Regions from separate parts of the Pan troglodytes genome. Here region 2 is linked to region 1. A link is a contact called in public capture Hi-C data. All regions are on one chromosome and are shown on one strand. The core of a region is the stretch at or near the end of the contact, and the rest is flanking DNA. Distances in the headings are between cores, read along the strand shown. Region 1 overlaps DUSP4 (dual specificity phosphatase 4). Region 2 has its middle 87 kb from the start of SARAF.

Region 1 (4,690 bases), core at 2,099-4,598:
AACAGCTGGGAGAGGTGGTGATGGGGCTGTGCAGGTAGGGCAGGCTGCTGGGGGCCGAGTGCACGCCAACGGAGACCGGAAAGCTGAAGACGAACTGCGAGGTGGGGGTGGCGGGGGTCTTGCCCCGCTCCCGCAGGGGTCCTGAGGGGCTAGCAGCCTCCGCAGCACAGGACGTGGCCAGCACCTGGGACTCGAACTGCAGCAGCTGCCCCATGAAGCTGAAGTTGGGCGAGATAATGCTGCGGCGCTGCTTAACGAACTCGAAGGCCTCCTCCAGCCTCACCCGTTTCTTCATCATCAGGTAGGCCAGGCAGATGGTGGCCGAGCGCGAGATGCCCGCCTGGCAGTGCACCAGCACGCGCCCACGGCAGTCCTTCACGGCATCTGGGGACAGGGTTCAATAGGTTAGTGCACGTTTCTGCAGACCCCAGCCCCGACCAGGGGCACCGGCCAGCCCCTGGGGTTGGGGGCCTCTGAAGGAAGGACTAGCCGTGCTAGACCAAGGACTGGAGAGGAAGAAAACCCATGTAGGCGGGTCTCTAGAATGCCCCCCATTCTGAGGTCTATTTTCCCGAATCACTATGCTGGAGCTGGTTAAATCCTATTATCCGTTCAAGGATTTCCCTTTGCAGAAACAAAACAGTGGGGTCCAGGGTGGTGGCTCACGCCTGTAATCCCAGTGCTTTGGGAGGCCAAGGAGGGTGGATAACTTGAGCTCAGGAGTTCAAGACTAGCCTGGGCAATATGATGAAACTGTCTCTACAAAAATACAAAAATTAGCTGGGCGTGGTGGTGCACTTGTAGTCCCAGCTACTCCAGAGGCTGAGGCAGGAGAATCACTTGCACCCTGGAAGCGGAGGTTGCAGTGAGCTGAGATGGCGCCACTGCACTCCAGCCTGGGCGACAGAGCAAGGCTCTGTCTCAAAATAAATAAATAAATAGAAATAAAATAAAAACTATGACTCAATGCTCCCTGTGTCTTCCTCCCCGTCCAAAAACTCTTACCATCTAGGCACCGAAGCCATGCAAGGGGAAAGTGACTGGCTCCGCAAGCTAAGCCTGTGTGTAGGTCCATCTTCCCTCCTCCCTCCCAACCCAACATCCAATGTGTAAGCCTTCCCAATGAGGAAGAGGGGGAATGGGGACCCTTGGATTCAGTGCCTCCAATGTCCACCTTCAACCCAGGCTTACAGGGGTTCCTTATCCTTCCCACCTGCCCTCAGACCCAGGAACCCCAGAGCAGGGCCAGCCTACCGATGTACTCTATGGCTTCCATGAACCAGGAGCTGATGTCGGCCTTGTGGTTATCTTCCACCGGGATGCACTTGTACTGATAGTGTCCTTCAAAGTGGTTTGGGCAGTCCGAGGAGACATTCAACAGAGCCGTGATGCCCAGGGCGTCTAGCATGTCTCTCCGGGCAGCATGGTAGGCACTGCCGAGGTAGAGGAAGGGAAGGATCTCCACAGGACCCCCCTGCACAGAAAGGGAAACAAAGGCCCCTGAATGACATGAGGGTAAAGTGCTTGGCACAGGGAGTGGAAGCTTGTCTGAGAAGAGCTTTCCTTTCCAAGCCCAGGGAGAATGCCTGCTGGGCCTGGCCCTCCCAGCCTCCCCCTGTAGCCTCCTGGAACTCTTGGAGGGGCGATAGGCCCAGTGGGACTTCTCCAGCCTTTGCCCTCTACTTGTGAGCAGAGAGGCCAGGGCAGGTAAAGTCTTGTGGGACTCTCCTGCACCTCCCCCATGGCAAAATAAGCGGCAGGACAATGCCGGCCTTATGGCACCATCTGTGACACTGAGTTTATATCTGCTAATCATCAAGCCATTTGCTGTGTGGTTTAGATACTTATTTGTTTTGATATGTATTCACTGGGCATATCAAAAACAGGTGTGCAGTGGCTCACACCTGTAATCTCAGCACTTTAGGAGGCTGAGGTGGCAGGATCATGTGAGCCAGGAGTTCCAAGACCAGCATGGGCAACACAGTGAGACCTCATCTCTCAAACAATTAAGCTGGCATGATGGTGCACACCTGTAGTCCCAGTTGCTTGGGAGGCTGAAATGGGAGGATCATTTGAGCCCGGGACTTTGAAGCTGCAGTGAGCTATGATTGCGCCACAGGACTCAAGCCTGGGTAACAGAGTGAGACTCTGTCTCTAAAAATAAACAAATAAATAAGCTGATGCCCTCATGGCCACACAGACAAGAGAGAGGATCTTGGTAAAATGAGGCAACAGTGGCTTAAATTTAGCACATGAGATGTGGGCAGCAGAGTCCATCTAACTGAAAGGGCTGGAGGGTGGGCTTATAAGAAACGCAGTGGCTCAAGCAGGTTTTCTTGGAGGGAGGGTGGGTGACCATCTATGTTCATTTGGCTGATACATGGGAGCAGCCTGCCTGTCGGGGACCGAGATGTATTTCATGGCCTGCTACTTCAGAGGAGAATGACCTCAGCTTCCCAGAGAGCAGGTCCCCCAGGGCTTCTGGAGGCCTCCTCATTTGTCCGGACACCACGTTAGAGGCCAAGCCAGGGAGTCATGTCTTTAGAATTTTTTCTTAGGAGGATATTTAGAGAGGGAAGGGGAAGATTTCCAAGAAATAAATAGGTCCTACCTAACATTCCACCCCAATACTCTGGGTTCACCGCATTCTCCCCAAATTGAGGCATAACATTCAAAGACTTAAAAAAATCTCAGGATTGGATGCAGTGGCTCACGCCTGTGATCCCAACACTTTGGGAGGCCAAAGCAGGAGGATCACTTGAGGCCAGGAGTTCAAGACCAGCCTGGGCAACATAGCAAGAACCCCCCCCCCATCTCTACCAAAAACCTTTAAAAATTAGCCAGGCATGGTAGCGCCACCTGTAGTCCCAGCTACCAGGGAGGATCCCTTGAGCCCAGGAGTTTGAGGCTGCAGTAAGCTATGATCACACCACTGCACTCCTGGGTGACAGGGCAAGACTGTCTCAAAAGCAAAGACAAAAAACACCGTCAGAACTCTGAAAAGAAGGCATCCACTGGCCCCTACGCTGTTCCTGCCCCCCACTTCCAAGCCCTGACCCCCGAGTCTACCTGGTCGTGTAGTGGGGTCCCACAGGAGCTGCAGCCCAGGTCCAAGGGCTCTGTGGCGCTGGGGGGAACCGGGGGTGGGATGGCTGCCAGGGCCTTGGTTTTAGAACAGAATTCTGGGTACTCGGAGGAAAACCTCTCATAGCCGCCTGTAAAGGAGAAAGAAGCTCAGGTTAATGGGGTCACTAAGCCAGCAGGAAGTCAGAAAGAACTCTACTCCTACAGACTCAGGCGGACTGCTAGGAAGGCAGGGGCTGGCGTGCTCCATATTGGCCACTAGGTGGCGCTGTGGACCTAGAGAATGGCCATGGAGCGGTTTCCAGAGATGCAGAGGACACACTCGTCAGGACTGCAGCAAAGCTGGAAGGATAAGCTTTATGGACAAGACTTGGGTTAGAGAGGTAGACATACAAAGGAAGACGTGCAGGGGGATGTGCAGAAGTGACTGTGGAGTAGCTCCTCAGGACAATGACAAAATAGAGAAGCAAAGGTCACGCTGGGCTTCCAAGGACACTAAGTACCTGTAGAGACACCTGCCACCCCTGATTCCAGCCCTTCCTCAGGGGAGGTTCTCCAATGTGAGAAAGAAGGAAAAAAATGACCCTGGTACAAACTCTTCTGGATCTCAGCAATGGAGCAGATGTCCATTGCACATCCTCATGAATAGCTGTTCTGTCACCAAGAGACCAGAACAAGAGGAAAACGGGCTTAAATCTAAATAAACCCCTCATGCTATGTGCAGGTTTGGGGCAAGGGAGTATTTCCTGACCTGAGAGTGGGTAAGCCCTGGAATGGTTATCTGTGGGATCATCTTCCAGAGAAGGTAGATCTTTTAAATAAAAAAAGAAGATGATGATAAATGGCCAGCTGAGCTGGGGTAGGGTGAGTGCTCCTATCTAAGAGGGGTGGAGGCAGGTGGGATACAGGGAGAGGCCACAGGGAGGCCATCCAAAAAGACAACCTTTCAAGCCCTATCTCTGGCTTTCTTGTGATCTCTGGGACTTCCTTTTGCGGCCAACTTCCAATCCACAGTGCTATCAATGTATGGCCCTGCTTTTATTTTTATTCTGCAGTTTCTGTAGGGCCAGAAATGGATTCAATTGATTCAGTAGGGCCTGTGCGTTGGAGAACCACCATTCCAACAAACCCATTCAACTGACTCCAATGACAATTTGGCCAACAGTCCTGGATGTCGCTACCTTTGCGGTCTTCATGACAGTGACATAGGACCTCTGTGCCCTAGGGCCATTCATAGAAATTTTCCAATGTGCAGACATGTGACGGTGAGTCAGTCACTTGCGCCAAATCCCAACCCTAAAGACTGCTTCCTACTGAGAGGAAGGAAACGGTTCTCTACCACATCATAAGGCTTATAGAAACAGGGCGTACATTTTTTCCTCTCTGACTGGAGGCTTCTCTATTCCCCTCCTCTCCCTCCCTCAGGATATAAATGGATCTCTCTCTGGTCACAGGCCCTTGTTCCTGCTGAGTCACAGTGACCAGCCTCCCTGGATGGAAAACCTGCTGGTGGGGCTGGTACCGTCAGCCTCGGTCATGCTGGTGGCCTCGGCAGCCACTTCATCACAGAAGCACCCCCTCCCTCCCATCATAAACCCCTTTCCTT
Region 2 (4,873 bases), core at 261-2,760, 670 kb after region 1:
GCAGAGACGTCTCAATGGGAAGTGAAATGCAAGGGTTAGTTAAGGACGTAGTCAGTGGGAGGAAGTGGACGAGACAAGACAGCTTCATAACGATACAGCCCTTTTCTGATTATAAAAACTCATAGCAATTTATTGCAAAACGTTTTTAAGGAAGTATAAAGAAAACTTACATTTCCCATCCTCCCACCCCCAGAGATAAACACTATCAACATCTCGGGATAGTTCCCTCCAGACATTTTTTCTCTGCATATATTAGGGAGGTTTGGGTTTTTTAATTGGAATCACACTTTACATGCAGGTTTATTCCTGATTGTTTCACTGAACTTATATCTGAAGAATTTTTATATGTAATTAAATAGTTTTCAAATGCTGTTTTCAATGTTTTGAGCCCAACTTTTGCAAAACTAAACCACAGTTCATGTCAACAGCTAGGACAATCATCATTGTTTCAAATCTCTTAATGTTATAAAGCTCCATCTTCCTTGATGTTGGGGAGAACGATAAAGACAGAAAGTTAGCTCCAGGGTATGGCAGGTGGAGGGGAGAGGGATTGAAGGGATTTTGTTTGTTTTTAATGTAGGAAAACCCTGAATTTGTTTGAAGATAGATCCAAGAGAAATTCAGATCGAACACTGAAAAGGCTTCAAGGCTCTGGGGAAGACCTGAGTTTATGGGAGGCTGGTGCTCTTGAGCCTCGCCTCAGCCCACAGACAGACCAAGAGAGACCCCACACCACCACGGTCAACTCACTGCATGAGACTTAAACATGGTGCCTGCTTCTGTGCAGCCCCATGACCCTCCGCTGTTGGGAACTTGATGTCCTACTCAGGGCGACAAAATGGCACCAGAGGAAGTTATCCTGAAGGTTAACTGTCAGTTATCCTGACTTTCAGGGCTAATGAGATCATATCTTCTGAGCTCCTCAGAAAAACAGGCTACCTAGAATTAGGACAAACTCTTGTTCTAATTATTTAGCGGGGCCATGTTGCCTCCTCTCTTCTGATGGTCAGTCCTGGCTCTGGGGGCTCAAGACTGCTTCCTTCTCCTTTGCTTTCCATCCCTCCCAGAGGCCAATGTGACTATATCTGCCTGGCCTGCTCAGCCTACTTTTGATCCCGTCCCGGCCCAGCCTCCATTCCAATCCACAAAAGCATTAAGATCCCCAAATGCCAAGGCCTGCAGCTCAGCTCCTGTGCCCTTCAGCAATCCTTGCCGCCTCGGTTTGCTGCACAATCCTCCGTAGAGAGCTGCCTGAGGTTCTATGTAAGCATCAGCCTATCCTCTACTGAAAACTCTTTTGATGTTTTTGTTCCTGAAAATACCCAAGTAGTGCATTACTGGAAGAAAAGGAAAGGGAACATGAGTCTCCAAGGGCTGAACATCCCTTTGCATTTCGGATCGCCTGAAACTATCATGCCAAAAAGTCAATCAAGCAGCATGTATTAAGCCACGTGCATTGGTGTCACGGCCAGTTTCCCCAAGACAATACTAAGGAAACATGAATGGGAAGAAAGGGCAGAGCTATTCGGTAGCCAGGACTACCCTCTAGTGTTCAGTCAGAGGCCTTAACTCCCTCCACAACCCCACAAGCCAAATAAAAATAATACGAAGATACTCATTGCTAAACAGTGGATTGTTCATCTTACAGCATCTTAATGTTTTTTTGCATTACCGTTACCAGTCTAGGCCACACACAGAAAGGCAAGCTGTTCTTTTGACAAATTATTCCAACTGAATACAAGATTGTTTAAGGCAGCCATGGGTCATTTATTCACTATCTGATAGCAATAATATCCATGTCTGATCATGCAGCAGGGTTATTTTACAACTATTAAACTAACCCTAGAAAACGTTGTTTTAGTTTTGGAGGGTTTGGGGGATTGACTGTTTTTTACTGATGCGAGCTCTGTGTTGCCCAGGCTGGAGTGCAGTGGCTATTCACAGGTGCAGTCATAGCACACTGTAGCTTCCAACTCCTGGGCTCAAGCAATCCTCCTGCCTCAGGCTCCCCATTAGCTGGGACTACAGGCCCCTGCCAGCATGCAAGCTCCAGAATATGTTTTGATGGTAACATCTAGTGCTATCAAAATGGTTAAAAAACGGATAAACTCATACTTTGTGTGTATATATACATGTATGTGTGTATATACACACATACATATACATATATGTGTATATACACACATACATATACATATATATGTGTATATACATATACGTGTGTATATATATATACATATATACATATGTGTGTATATACATATATACATATGTGTGTATATATGTGTGTATATATACACATGCATGTATGTGTGTGTATATATACACATACATGTACATATATGTGTGTGTATATATATATTTTTTTTTTTCTTTTGAGATGGAGTCTTGCTCTGTCACCCAAGCTGGAGTGCAGTATCTCAGCTCACTACAACCTCCGCCTTCCAGGTTCAAGCAATTCTCTTGCCTCAGCCTCCTGCATAGTTGGGATTGCAGGCACCTGCCACCACACCCAGCTGATTTTTGTATTTTTAGTAGAGTCAGGGTTTTATCATGTTAGCCAAACTGGTCTCGAACTCCTGACCCCAAGTGATCCACCTGCCTCGGCCTCCCAAAGGGCTGGGATTACAGGTGTGAGCCACTGCGCCCGGTCATACTTTGTATATTGATATTTGCTAAACTCATCATTGTATATTGGGAAGCAACATTATAATATGTTTAGGTATCATGAAATATGTTACCTTTTGATCCTGATTCCAGGAAATAATGCAACAGAATTTTTTAAATGATACAAATAGGAAAGTAGACCACAGCTTTATTTGCAATAGCTTCTTACTGTTATATTATTCGGCCACTTAAAATAATGATTTTAAAGCCTCTATTTGTGGTTTCATGTAAAATGAAAAAAGCAGGTTGTAAATTGCATGTACAGTGTAATTACAAGTTGTAAAATGTGTACATTGTATGGATATGTACAAACACTAGGTTGGAATGTAAAATAATAAATACAAATAATATTTGGTCACTTTGTGTTAAAGTAAGAGATGCTATTTGTTATTTGTATATTCTTTGTTTTGTTGTTTTGTTTTTAATTTTTTTAAGGCTGCCTTTAAACTGCTTACTAACATGTATCCAGCTTGGAAAAATGTTCTCAGGTCCACAAGACCCTTTCTCAACTCAAAGCTAAGCCATTAAGTAATTCTCAGCTTGTGGCTTGAGGCCAAATGATCGTTTTGTGGTTTTTGTTGCTAAAGCCAAGAATCCTATTAATTGGAAATAAGACATAATGAATACACAATAACAAATGAATTACAAGAAATATCATGGCCTATCAGTAAAACCACGTTATATGAATTACACAATGTTAGATGAATTATATGAATATCAAGGATGTGAATGTAATGTTGACATGAATAACTTGGAATAAGAGTCTTAATAAAAATATCAGAACATGTAATTGTACATTCACACCTCTTAGCAACAGTTTAATCACATAGATCGGAAGTAAGTTTGAGGTGCTTTATGTTGATGAAATTGTTAGTGTTAGTTTTTCTTTTGCTGTAAAGTTCTTATGGTTCAAAATTTTTTATGGCAACTCACCTTAGAGATTAAGAAATCTGGAGTCAAGTAGACCTGTGCTTAGTCCTCCTCTTGTACTCAGGAGAAGTTTCTGTGGTCTCAGCAAATTAGCAGGTGACCCAGAAGTGTTCTCAAAACCAGGCAAGCGGTAGCTAGAACAAAGTGATTGTCTAAAAAGCAGCTTTATAATGGGCTTTCACAGAGTGTTTGTAGCATCCAGTTGAGGATTTGTGACAAAGATAAAAATCCTAGCCAGGTTTTGGTCTTTAACTGAAGATTTGGTTCAAGCCACTGGAATAGTCATAGAACAGATTTGAAATCACACCATACTCATGGCTATACGATTCAAAATTAATGACACAACTATCTGAATATCTCCAAATATACGACATGAGGATAAAGATATAGCCCAGAGAATGTTTCAGAAACAGCCAAACCATTCAAAGGCAGAACAAAGAAAGGTAAGGTATGTTGTTAAAACAGGCCAGTCAGGGACAAATAAATCAATCTTGACAAATAATATTAATCTTCTCATAAATGATTTCCTCACTGAAATTTGTATGCAAATCAATTCGAGAGTAGAAACATAAGGAAAAATGGAAACATTCACAAAATTAATGAATAGCCTTTCTTTTTTATTTTATTTTATTTTTTTTTTGAGACAGAGTCTCGCTCTGTCGCCCAGGCTGGAGTGCAGTGGCGTGATCTCGGCTCACTGCAAGCTCCGCCTCCCGGGTTCACGCCATTGTCCTGCCTCAGCCTCCCCAGCAGCTGGGACTACAGGCGCCCGCCACCATGCCCTGCTAAATTTTTTGTGTGTTTTTAGTAGAGACGGGGTTTCACCGTGTTAACCAGGATGGTCTCAATCTCCTGACCTCGTGATCCGCCAGCCTCAGCCTCCCAAAGCCTCCCAAAGTGCTGGGATTACAGGCGTGAGCCACCGCTCCCGGCCTGAATAGCCTTTCTAATGATGAACATATTGGCTGGGCATGGTGGCTCATGCCTGTAATCCCAGCACTTTGGGAGACTGAGGCGGGCGAATCACTTGAGGTCAGGAGTTCGAGACCAGCCTGGCCAACATGGTGAAACCCCATCTCTACTAAAACTACAAAAATTAGCCAGGCCTGGTGGCATGTGCCTGTAATCTCAGCTACTCAGGAGGATGAGGCAGGAGATTCACTTGAACAGGAGAAGCAGAGGTTGCAGTGAGCTGAGATCGCACTACTGCACTCCAGCCTGGGTGACAGAGCGAGACTCTATCTCAACAACAACAAAAATTGCTGAACATATTATA

What was found. Capture Hi-C pulls out chosen DNA fragments and counts their contacts.
Region 2: a contact with region 1 is called in a capture Hi-C map of stem cell-derived neural stem cells, with 8 times the contacts expected there. The contact joins two enhancer-like sites. A contact is called at or near these places in 3 of 7 Hi-C or Micro-C datasets (induced pluripotent stem cells and stem cell-derived neural progenitor cells), 1 of 1 datasets of contacts at active chromatin or transcription factors (stem cell-derived excitatory neurons) and 1 of 1 other capture datasets (stem cell-derived neural stem cells).

Annotation. Positions count from the first base shown.
Region 1 is chr7:37,700,558-37,705,247 of NHGRI_mPanTro3-v2.0_pri, forward strand. It overlaps DUSP4 (dual specificity phosphatase 4), which reads right to left. Exons shown (of 4, transcript XM_520046.9): 2 at 3,070-3,215; 3 at 1,255-1,474; 4 at 1-384. Among named protein-coding and RNA genes, the nearest start is that of DUSP4, 11 kb to the right of the region's middle. Within about 2 kb of position 3,349, at least 4 of the 24 cell types and tissues checked have an H3K27ac peak or open chromatin away from gene starts, as enhancers often do. A contact at or near this core is called in stem cell-derived neural progenitor cells and stem cell-derived neural stem cells, where this site is marked.
Region 2 is chr7:38,367,866-38,372,738 of NHGRI_mPanTro3-v2.0_pri, forward strand. No RefSeq gene overlaps it. Among named protein-coding and RNA genes, the nearest start is that of SARAF, 87 kb to the right of the region's middle. Within about 2 kb of position 1,511, at least 4 of the 24 cell types and tissues checked have an H3K27ac peak or open chromatin away from gene starts, as enhancers often do. A contact at or near this core is called in stem cell-derived neural progenitor cells and stem cell-derived neural stem cells, where this site is marked.